Linked DNA regions of Mus musculus: region 1 is linked to region 2. The links are chromatin contacts, called in public Hi-C maps. All regions are on one chromosome and are shown on one strand. Each heading gives the region's core, a stretch centred on a gene start, on an enhancer-like site or on the middle of the called end of the contact. The rest is flanking DNA. Distances are from core to core; before and after follow the strand shown. Region 1 has its middle 79 kb from the start of Pitrm1. Region 2 overlaps Gm46401 (a long non-coding RNA gene).

The links. A called contact is a pair of places that touch in the nucleus more often than the background predicts.
Region 1: a Hi-C map of bone marrow-derived macrophages shows a contact between it and region 2, with 4 times the contacts expected there. The contact joins two enhancer-like sites. A contact is called at or near these places in 5 of 39 promoter capture datasets (the 3T3-L1 cell line, 3T3-L1-derived adipocytes, cranial neural crest and 2 more), 1 of 15 datasets of contacts at CTCF or cohesin (the NIH/3T3 cell line) and 5 of 484 Hi-C or Micro-C datasets (3T3-L1-derived adipocytes, bone marrow-derived macrophages, cerebellar granule neurons and 1 more).

Annotation. Positions count from the first base shown.
Region 1 is chr13:6,466,523-6,472,556 of GRCm38.p6, forward strand. No RefSeq gene overlaps it. Among named protein-coding and RNA genes, the nearest start is that of Pitrm1, 79 kb to the right of the region's middle. Within about 2 kb of position 2,994, at least 50 of the 459 cell types and tissues checked have an H3K27ac peak or open chromatin away from gene starts, as enhancers often do. A contact at or near this core is called in bone marrow-derived macrophages, where this site is marked.
Region 2 is chr13:6,008,000-6,014,249 of GRCm38.p6, forward strand. It overlaps Gm46401 (a long non-coding RNA gene), which reads left to right. Exons shown (of 6, transcript XR_001780857.1): 6 at 5,699-5,964. Among named protein-coding and RNA genes, the nearest start is that of Gm46401, 95 kb to the left of the region's middle. Within about 2 kb of position 1,907, at least 36 of the 459 cell types and tissues checked have an H3K27ac peak or open chromatin away from gene starts, as enhancers often do. A contact at or near this core is called in bone marrow-derived macrophages, where this site is marked.

The sequences.
Region 1 (6,034 bases), core at 1,744-4,243, 460 kb after region 2:
TTCAATAAAAGAGTTTGTTCTCATGAAAGCAAAGGAACATGGCATTGACTCGACAAGAGATTAGAGCTATTAAGAGAAGTTGCTAAAATGAAGCAGCCAGGCCATGTAGTGAAGGTAAAATTACAGAGAGGACTAAGTTAGAAGCCACCAAAGGACAGTCTGTGTCATCATTTCACTAGCATCAAGCACCGTACAAGTGATGGCCTTACCACAGTACAGAGAAGGCACAGCTGTGAGCAATGCATGTAAAAAGGAAGGTACAACATGCAACTGAAGAAATACAGGCCAGCAAAAGTGATAAACACAGTTGGAGCCTGGTCCCTATACATCACCTGAGGAGGGCTTTAAACTCCAAGACATAAATTTGAAAAATAAAAGAAGAAGAAAAGAAAAAGAAAAGATTGATGCTGGAGAGATGGATCAACAGTTCAAAGTTCAGACTGATATATGGCTCCTGTACAGGACAAGATTTCAGTTCCCAGCACCCACATCAGGCAGCTCACAACTACGTGTAACTCTAGCTCCAGGGAATCAAATGGAGCTCCTCCTTCCAACCTCCTGGGGCACCTTCACTCACATACGCATATACCAACATGTATGCACATACCAACATATAGACACATGGGCATATACATAATTAACAGTAAGTAAATCACTTGTAATATATATATATATACATGCATGTATATGGGTATCCCTATATATGTATATATCTCAAAGGCAGCCTCGGTGATAACCCCAGAACCTCATATCGGGAAACAGAAGACTATTCTATAACTCTATTCCTGAGGAGTCATGAACAAACATCTACTCAAGCCAAATAGAGAACCCACAGAGACCACAATAAAGATATCACCTGTCTTAGTCAGGGATTCTATTCCTGCACAAACATCATGACCAAGAAGCAAGTTGGGGAGGGAAGGGTTTATTCAGCTTACATTTCTGCATTGCTGTTCATCACCAAGGAAGTCTGGACTGGAACTCGTACAGGGTAGGAACTTAGAGGCAGGAGCTGATGCAGAGGCCATGGAGGGGTGCTGCTTACTGGATTGCTTCCCCTGGCTTGCTCAGCTTGCTTTCTTATAGAACCCAGGAGTACCAGCCCACGGATGGCACGGCCCACAATGGGCCCTCCCACCCTTGGTCACTAATTGAGAAAATGCCTTACAGCTGGATCTCATGGAGGCATTTTCTCAAGGGAGGCTCCTTTCTCTGTGACAACTCCAGCTTGAGTCAAGTTGACACACAAAACCAACTAGTATAGCACCAAAGTCCAACTAATAAGCCATGGTTTATTAGAGTTACCTAGAGGAGCAGAAATAGCTCAAAGACAGGTACATCACCAAAAGCCTACCCCCCACCGCCAACATGGGTGACAGCTCACAAAAGCTTCAAACTTGAAGCTCACAGTATAACAGGCAGGCAGCTAGAGAGGTTGTAGGGTGTCTACTTCAGGCAGTTAGGTGGTTTGAGCCTCTTCTGGAGAGCTCAATTTGTCTGAGTATGTCTCTCGTCAGTCTTTACTGCTTATACCTGCTTGGAGAAGGAAATTCTTAGTGAATCTGGTTAGTTTCAGGAACTTCCTAGACTTGTTGAGTTGTTAACTTCTTGAATTTTATTAGCTTTTTCTGCAGGATAGAAGGTTGTACCTCTGTCTCAGATAGCCAGAGTCTTAAGTAGCTTCTCTCCAAGGAGAAATATTTAATTTCTGAGGAAACTGCTCCACAGCAAGGCTAGGTCATACAGAACCACACAGTCTGCCATGGAACCTGCCTCCATTCTCACAAGCTCTCCTGCACACACACGCGGATGCTATAATTTGAGATCCTGAGAGAATCCTCGAGGTATGGCTGGCCAGGAACATCTTTACCCTAAGAGAAAGACTACTGTACATTTGTACATATCAGAGTTCACTATACTCTGAAAGAGTCTTCCTTGAAGAAAGGTGAAAGCTTGCAGGACAAGCAGTACCACACTGAACTCACAAAGTGATATAGCTCCATCCTGCTAGCATCCTGAAGAAGAGTGAGATGGACATTGAGGGCAAAGGGTTAGTGAAAGATCCTGAGAGAGAGCGAAAATTATTTAAGCCCCTAGACCTGTGTCATTAATGGCAGGGAGTAGAACTTGCCCCATTGTTGCAGGAAATGTTTGTACAGAATACTCTAACCATTCCTTAAATCCATTATGCAAACTTGCTAGCTTGCCAAATGCTATAGCCCAATGCCAGGTGTTTGCGGTTTCTGCCTTTATAAACCCCTTACCCCTTGAGCTCGTGGTCGACTCCTCTACCCCTGCGTGGGATATGAGTCGTCCCCAGTGCACTGTTCTTTCCCGAATAAACCTCTTGCAGTTTTCATCAAGACCATTTCTCGTGAGAGATTTGGGGTGTCACCTCTCCTGAGTCAGAACGTGGGGGAGTCCTCACGTTGTGGGTCTTTCATTAGAAGTCAAGGCACTGAGATATTTGAGATTGTATAGACCATAGGTATATTTGTGGGGTGTATATTTTCTATTTATATTCCAAGTAGTATGCATAGATTTTTATTAGACTCTGTCATGGTCCTCAACTTTCACCTTCACACATTCCCCTCCTACATTACTAAGTGAAGGAACGTCAGTTCTTGCTATGAATCACAGTCACCGGTAAGCAACTGAGATTTTGTGTCAACTTCTTGAAACCTGGAAGAAGCCCAACTGCACTTGTGTTGATTTGTGTAATGGCACTGGGGTCTGTGGTATAGGAAGTCACTGAGTCTGCCAACTCGTGCTTTGAACATGACTATACCCCATATAATAATTACATATATGCATTTCAAAACTGCTAGAGGATGCTATGCGCTGAGTGTTTGCTATTCCAAAGCTCATCCTGCTCTTTATCATTCACTGACGTTGACCCTTAATGAAGAGGGAGACAGCTCACTTCCTTCAGCATCTAAAGAAGACAGTGTTTACTGCAGCCTCCGAGGAGATAATTATCGGCCGCACTGCCACCTGCTGGAAGACTCAGAAGAAAGCTTCCTTCCCTTCTTGGAAAAACCCCTGGGGAGAGAGCCCAAGAGACAAAGGTCACCTGCGATGAGTTTCCCCAGCAAGACTATAACTTGAGACTTATTTTCAAAACCAGCCTCGTCCAGTCCATTCAGAATGCAGAGCCCCTCCCAGGAGTTCTTTCTGCTCAGTGGAGGCTGAAACTGATGGGCAGTCAGCCAGGAAGTGCCTGAAGCTTTGGTTCAAAAATGAGATTCAGAGCATGTGTTGGACTGTGACAAGGGAAGTGAAGGACATCGCTCATGCTCACACATGCCTATGCCTGGGTTGTTCCTCTCAGAGGCTCTGTGGTACACTCCCACCATGCACTCTCTCTCCTCCTCCATCTCCTGAACCTTTCTCCCTCCCTCCTCTCTCCATGTTATTTATCTTCATCTCTCTTTATGTCACCACAATGTCTAATACACACACACTATGCAGGTTCACACATACACCCAGATACATACCTGCCCACACATACACACAGCATTATCACCACACGCATGGACACACCATACAGACACGTGTGTTCACAGGTGTGCCAACGCGCCTCATAGGCAGAGAGAGTCTTGAGGTCGGCAGCTTACTATGCAGGCTGTTAAGCTCTCATAAATACCTAGAATATCAAAAGACAGATTTGTCCAAGACCTGTGCATTTCCTATTTGTAGTTCACTAATTGTCTACTTTATGTGACTGCTAATGCTTACTCAATATGCAGGAAATTGACATAATGACAGAGTTGGATGTGTTCTCGGCCCTGGGGTTCTAATATGCCTGATTTCAGTCAGCATGCATAAACGTGGAGTATTCAGGGTCTCCGACATGATGAGGAGTTTACGGAGACTGGATTGCTTCTAGAAACACCCAAGACAACGAAACATGGCATGATATGATTGCCATGGTAACGAGGGTATTCCAAATGAAAATCACTACGGTGCATCACTAATTTAGGGCTCCACTAAACACCAAATAATATTTCTCTTAAGAATGCTGAGCTGTGGTTCCTGGTAATGCAGGGTCCTGTAGCAAATGCCACACTGCAGAAGAAAAGTACAGGGGAAATTCTCCGCATACTGTGCAGGGTTACTGTGGATACCCCAAGGGTGGGAGTCAGACCACATCCACTCATGGTGGTTCATTTAGAGAAGTTCTTAATATATTGCAACTGCGACATACACTAGTAATTTTCCAAACCTGGGATTTGGTTTAGAAATCAGCTCAAATCTGGTTGGCCCTTGTGTCTAGTCTAAGCTGAATCATTATTCCTGCATGTGGCTCAAACCGCATAATGGTATAAGAGGTGCAGGCATGAAAGGAACGTGTTAGAGGCACAGCTAGGAATCCGCAGCCAAGAGAGGCCCGATCCTGTCTATTTTCACACCCTGGCTGCTCATTGCATATGCAAAGAAGCAGCCTCAACTTTCTCAGGTCACACAGCATCAGCCTCGTGCCTCAAGCTCTTTTTCATTTTATTTGGATTGGTTCAAAGAAGAGGCTCCTTGCAAATCCTAATTCTCACCTCTGCAACGACAGGGCTAAATTAAAAGAAGAGCATTAGTCTGGTTTACTTTTCTTTCAGGGGTTTTCTAAGAAATGTTCCCTTCTATTTCTGCCCTCTGGTTCCTTTTTGTCTCCCTTAATAGTTGCCCACTGAAGGTCAAACACAGAAGACATGAAGCATAATGCGAACAGCGGGGATCCCAGAGACACACAGCCTGCATTCCGAAATCTACTTTGACTTTGAACTTGGCTTTGGAAAAGTTACAATTTGTTTTCAACCTGATCAGTAAAATCGAGGTCAGCTACATGAGAGGTGACTGGGGTGTGTCCGGTGTCCTGTCCATGCCCGCTAAGTGCTTGTCAGTCTCCATATGCCCTGCAGCCTACCTGAGGATTGAATGGGGTCCTTATGCTAGACCAAGTGGGAGCCTTTAGAAATCTTATAGACCCATTAGAAATCACCCTTACACTGCCCTGGAGAGTATCCGAGGGTTCTGTCCACAGGGGGTAAAAACGAGATCCTCCCTCATTAAGGCTATGCTATTAACTCGGAAGTTCTTGCACATTCGCTGAATGAACTTCCAAACAAAAAATAAAAAATTCTGTAGCTTAGAATCATAGTTTTCCTAAATGCTGAAATAATTTTATGCCATTTCCCCTACTAATTACCATCTCATTATTATTAGAAGAACGCTTTCCTTGAAATCAACACAATTTTTGCTCTAGTTCATTTTAGCCGCATGGCAGGAGGCCTCGGTGACTCCCATTCAGAGGAAGGTAGCGACACCTAGTGGTGTCTTACTCGAGATGCAATCCTTTCACTTCTACCTGGTTGGATGCCAGTATGAGGGTTGGCTCCTAGGAACTCAAAACATTAGTAAATACTTCGTTGCCTTGTGTTAGAGTCTTCCCGAATATATGCAGATAGTAAAATAAAATAAATCCTTGAGCATCTGAAGTTCTTGAGAACACTTGACCTCAATGAACCTGATCCAAAATCCTCTCTGCGATAAGCTCCCTGGGTCATCAGACAAAATGGATTTCCTATCCCCAGGAGTTTATGAGTTGTCACGGCAACCAAGAAGTTCTTTCTTTTGTTTTGAGGTGGTGTCTCATATATCCCAGGCTAGCCTCAAACTCATTATATAGCATGGAGGCCTTTTAACTTCTGCTCCTTCCGTACTCCCTTGCAACTTTGGATTACAACCTTGTTCACACGGTGCTAGGGAAGGAGCCCAGAGCCCTATGCATAAAATTATGTGTGTGTGTGTGTGTGTGTATTTAACTTTAAATGAACTTCCATTCTTTATGTAATAACTTCCTAATGAAGCCAACTATAACGTGGGAATTATTAATTGAACATCCTTCATTTCACAGGGACTTTCTGCCTACACCCTTGCATGATGAACTAACTAGTGGGTACTGCCATCATTTCTCTGCATCCTGAAAAAAAAAAGCTAACACGAGACACAGAAGAGGCCTAATAGCTCTTCATATTCTGAA
Region 2 (6,250 bases), core at 657-3,156:
TGATGGCTGTGCAATGTGTTCCAGGTGCTCAGGTTTTGCCAACTCTCATTCATCCTAGGGTGGACTCTGATGATGCAGCAGTTTTGAGTCTGCTACTATAAGTAACCCCTAGCCCATATTTCTGTAAGTAACCCCAATAAAACTCATTAATTCACCAAGTTTGACTTGAGTGATAGCCATAATTTGGTCTTTTGTGGCTTCCTATCTGAGGCAAGTATACATGTACATTGAGTCTCTCCAGGAAAAGTACATTACATAACACTTAGACTTTTGAAATGGCAAATTGTCTCACAGTGCACATAATTCTTAGACAAAATGTCTCACAGTGGAAGTTAGTCTCTATTATGAGGAATGTGGTTGATCATCACACACATCATCATATATCACTGAAATATTTTAAAACTTATTTCAGTATCATGGAGCATTACACCTCTACAGCCTCATATATTCCAATACTGCCCTCATTTAATAAAATCTTTCTTTTAAAATAAATTTTAATTAATTTCTTATAATATTACTTTCTCCTTTCCCTTCTCCTTCCTCCCTCCCAAACCATTCTATGTCCTCTCCCTTCAATGCCTCTCATATACACCACTCCCTCTCAAATTGACAGCCTCTTTTACTTTGATTATTATTGCTACATATATATGTTTACACACACACACACACACACACACACACATATATATACATATATATGTGCAGCATTCTATAAATGTAACCCATTGAGTCCATTTGGTGTTGCTTGTATGAATATGGTTTTAGGGGTGACCACTTTGTATTAGAAAACCAATTAGGATGCTCATTCCTGGGAGAGGCTAATTCTCCTCCACCCAGAGGTCATCAGCTGCCTATAGTTCTCTGGCTAGGAAAACATTTAAGGCCCATGGTACTCTCAGAAGAGAGAATAGAAAGATGAAGGGCCAAAGAACCTGGAAGTTGGCTATGAGATTATGTTTCCTAGAAAGAAAAGAGAAATTACTGCCAGGATACCTGAACACTATGACTTCCCAAACAAGATTTGAATGATACCCATGCCAAAAGACAAGCTAATGTGGAAAAAGGAACCCTCTTTTCAGTGTTCTTCTTTTATTTTTGAAATTATAATAAAATTACATCATTTCTTTTCATTTAAAACAAATATTTGGAAATATAGTCCTGCTAAATAGCGTAATCTAGCCTTGAACTTTCCTGCTGACACTCTTTGAGAGTCATTCTCCAGAATGTCTTAAATTTCAGGCCTATGCTTCCAGACTTGCCTCAGATGTAATTTCTCTCTCTGCTACACACTTAGCTTAGTTTATTATTTTTCTTTTGTGATAGCAGTAGCTGAATACTTGCTGACAGTAGTCTTCTCTCCATTCCACACACCTTTATTATATCAACTAAAATGAGCATTTGATAAAGGAGTTTGAGTTTTCTGTATCCTTCATGAGCCCATCAACATGGTCAGTGGATTCACAAACCCCTACATCTGACTTTGTAATAACCCCAGTTAGTTACTCATTTAGCACATTCTGCCTTATAATTCAAGACCCACTCAGGTGTGATCTATGCCAGTTTTTCAGGCCAGATTTTACTTTCCTAAAGATGTTTTTCTGGCTCTCTGTTTTTATAAGCCGTGTGCTCTATCACCATGGGAGTTCAACAGGGAGTGTAATTAAATGAGTCACACTTTGTAATGTGTCTGCAAGTGATAAGCACTATTGAAATTGTTTAAAAATCAAATTAAAAGGACTACACATTCCCAATCTATGTAGTGTATCCTCGGGTCCTAGCCTAAAGTGGCAATCAATGAACAAGACTAAATGAATGGGGGAAACTGACAAGATGCAGATTAGCTGCAACAAGGAGGAGAAATCATTGCATGAGTCATAGCAACCTGACTAATGAAACAGATCTGGGTCCCCACCCTTCAGGCCATATCCAGAAATAGATGCCAGGGTGCCTGCTGGCACCAGAGAAGGAACTTGTATTTGTTACAATTGCTGTGACAAAGAACTGGACAGAAGCAACCCAACAGAGGAGGGGCTCCTTTGGCCCATAATTGCAGAGGCTTCAGACCAACAAGCTGGGCAGACATGGAGGTGAGAATGAGCTGGTTCTTGGTAGCAGAAATGTATAGCTGCAGTTTCTTACATGGGCTGGTCAGGAAGCAGAGCCTGGACCAGAAGCAGAATTTGACTACCATCAAGATTTTCCATCCCCCGTGACCGATGTTCCCCCAGCTAAGACTATGTCCAAATATTTCTAGTGCCTTCAATAGAGCACTATCATCTGAGCACTGAATGGTCATACCATAAGCCCTCTGGGGACATTTCACCTACAATTCCTAACAAACGTCTTAATTTAAAAAAAAAAATGACACCCTGAAATATTCTGCACTTACTCTGTGGAGAAGCGAACCTGGAGATCAGAGTTAGATGGTAGAAGAGGCCATGCTAAGGGGTTATAGAGCAAGTGAAGCAATCCTGCCAAAGGAGGTGTTCTGAGTACTGGTCTCCAAGTTTTCCAAACAAGCTTGCTCTATGGTGGTAGAGAAGTGTAGAAGGCACTGGTCCAGTTGGAGAACCTGGTGCAGTTCCTCAGTGCAGTTGTAAAAGGAAGCTTCTAAGAAGCTCTGATAATTGACCTTAGCAGGCTAAGTTATACACCTGCCATCCCCCTCGACTCAATTCATTTGCCTATCTCATTATTTGTGCTTTCCCCGGCCTTATTGAAATCACAATTATTTGTGAATTAGTTGGATCCGAGGTAATAAGGTTTTCTCCGGTATCTTTAATTATATGTAAAAGTGGCAAGATAATTCCTTCATTTAGCATAAGACAAAGGGGATTAATTAAACATGAAAAAGAGAGAGAGGGAGACACAGAAGTCAGATATGGGAAGGGTTTCTTGTATTCAGCATTAGGAATCTCAAGAGCATGAGGAGGAGGGAATTACCATCTGTGAGTCTTTGAAAGGTTTCTGTTTGTACTTAGCTGGCCTTGTCCATCTTTCCATCCTGTGGGCACAGGCTGTGGAAAAACCATTTAAGGACTCCATACTGGCCAACTTTTCCAGTTATAGGATGCTCAAAACTCAAAACTATGTCTGTGAGTTGACTTCATAGCACTTTCTAAGACTCCAGAGCCACAGGATGAAAAAGAGAATGAATTTTTGCAAACTACCCTCAATAGGCATGCTGTGGCATGTTTGCACCTGTTTACACACAAATAAAATAAAGAAATGTAAAAAACTGTTATTTTCTCAGCTGAATATGTTTTCCAATGGGGCTTCAAATTTTCAACAATCTTCTAATGGACTTTTTATGAGAGTAATGGTCAGAAAAACCTAGTGCCAGAAAAAACACATCAATTTTCACAAAGCATTCTGTCTTTATTTTTATTGATTAAGTTAGTGGTATAGACTTATGGGACATCACATAATATTATGGTACAGGTGTAATGACCAAACCGAGGCTACCAGCACATTTATCACATTTATCATTTGACATCTCCCATGATGAGAACATGTAAAAAATACAACATTGAAGCACAAAGTATACAACACTTGCTGCATTTATTACACACTGTGTGACAGAACTCAAAAGCTCTAATATTCGCAGGATGGATAATAAATTATAGGTGCTTTGTTGCAAGTAGAATTCAGAGCTAAATAAGCATAGTAAAGGAAGTCTTAACACAGTTTTGCTATGGTCTAGAAAACATGCATTTCTACTACCATCTCTCTTCCTAGAGAGCTAATCAGCCAGCCACATAGAGATAGAAAATAAATAGATGAATACAGAGAAATGGATACTTCTATATACAAATAAGTATATGTAAAGAGACAGGTATACACAGATAACTGTATGTAAACAATTTTTTCTAAAGGTGAGAGGCATGAAGGAATCAATATATGTGTTTATAAATAGGTATGTACATATGCATACGCACACATGTGTGGCTATTGCACACGTGTGTATGCATATTATTCAATAACTATCTTTGCTAGATTGGAGTATTTGGTATGTTAAGATCCATTGTTTTAGTTATATATGAATTTATGGAAGAGGAATTATCAGAGTCTATTAAATATCATTGGATAAAAGGGAAGAGGGGTTATAGGGGAATCAAACAAAAAAAGAGAGAGAGAGTATTTGCTTTTTCCAAAAGCAAATACTGAAGGTTGATGCTTGGTTCCTGCCTCATTTCATCTCCCATTTCTATCTGAAAGATTTACAGAATCCCTGAGATTTCAAAGTCGTGTTCTGCACTTGCAGTCTTTAAAGGAGAGAAAGAATTCTCACTAGGAAATAAAATGGCTAACAGTGATAAATAGGGAAGAAATGTTCTTGGATTTTAGTATTGTCAAAAGTTTTCAAAAGGAGCCTGAATTCTTGGAATAAGAATGTATAATCAGAACACCCATCCCGTGACTCAGGATTGTCAGAGCAAAAGCAAATACAGTCACAATGTCCTCTCAGGTTGCCAAAACACATAGACAATCATCAAGAAGTTGGCACTATCAACAGTGAAGGGAAATACTCCAAACATATGCACTTTAAAACAAAATCAAGGAGAGATCTTTTAAGTAGAGTATTTTAATGTAATAATGTTAACAGGAAAAAATTAAAAATAATAATGTGTAGCAAAGGCATCTACAGTTATGGGGTTGGGAAGGTGCCCTGTGTGTTAAAATGTTTGCTATGCAGGTATGAGGACCTGAGTTCAAATCTATACACATGTGTAAATATATGAACACAACAATGTAGGTCTGTAATCAGCATCCCAGCATAAGGTAAGTGACAGGAAAGTCCTGGGGTTTCTCTGGTCAGCCAGTTTATGCTGGATTGGTAAATCGCAGATTTAGTGGTAGACCCTATCTCAAAAAATAAGGTAGAGAACAACTACGTCAGATGCCCAATTTCTCATCCCCCCAACAACAACAACAACACACATACACAGAGAGAGAAAGAGAGAGAGAGAGAGAAAGAGAGAGAGAGAGAGAGAGAAGGAAGAAAAAGCAACAGCATTTCATTGTATTCCGGAATGCACACAGAAGAACCATGTGCACAGTAATACTTTTCTCCTACAACAGAGAAGCACAAGATAAATAAAAAATAATAACAGGTGCAATAGGTAAAAGGAGAATTATACGTCACATCCTCAAATATCACTTATAATTCCACGGTTTCATGCTCTGCAAGGCATTCTGCTTAGTAAAACCTCATTTGAAAACACCCAGCTCAGAGTTGGACATAGATTTTGGTTGGAATTGAAAGGTAAGCAGGGTTTTACAAGTCTTTCCTGAAAACACTGCTGAAGTCAGGAGGAAAATGTAGCTTATTCGGCCACCCTGCTCCTGTAGACAGAGACTGGGAGGGACTTAGAAGCTGAATCATTTTATTGTCCAACAACATCTGGAGTCCCGTTCATCACAGCAACTTTTGTGGTCGCCTTCCTCTTGGCATTATTTGTTCTTTTATTTTGAATGTATTGCTTTTTAGAGCATTTTAGTTTATTTATATACAGCCTCAAGGATTGGATAAAATATGGAGAAAAGGTTTTAAACTGTTGATTTTAATTATATGTTTTTTCTTACTTTGGGGAAGATAAACCCCAGCAAAGCAGCAGGCTAAGGAAAACCTTAACTAAGAAGACCTACGTGACAACTACCTGCTTGACTTGTCCTTGTATCTCATTATATTTGGCAGGTTGGAAAATGTATAATCTTAGAATATCTGGAGGTTCCGAATGTATCCTGAGCTGAAAGCACAACTTCAGGCTCAAGAATGACAATTTCAGAAATGCACACAACTGGACAGTGAGCATGCTCCGAAGTGCACACAACTGGACAGTGGGCATGCTCAGAAGTGCACACAACTGGACAGTGAGCAAGCACAGCTCACCTTTATTCCATTTTTTTTCTGAGTCTATGTGAAGGATCCCTAAATCAGGGCTCTGTGTTGTTTCTCTACCTCGTGTACCATGTCTCTGACTCTGATGATTTTGTGTCAGCTATCGTCACATTTCTTTTATGTGTCTTGCATTTATTGACCCACTTCAGTTTTAAATGAAAGCTTCTTGATCATTTTGACAAAGTGTTTGTCCTTTGTTCTTCCACTTCTCCAGCGTGCTTGCTTATGAGTGGCTTCTACATAAGCGTCTGGGTCTTCATGATATGCCAATTGGTCATGAGTTTGTTAGGGAAATCTTAGCAAGACTGGGTATTTTTGTACAATTTATAATTCAGACGATGCTACAGA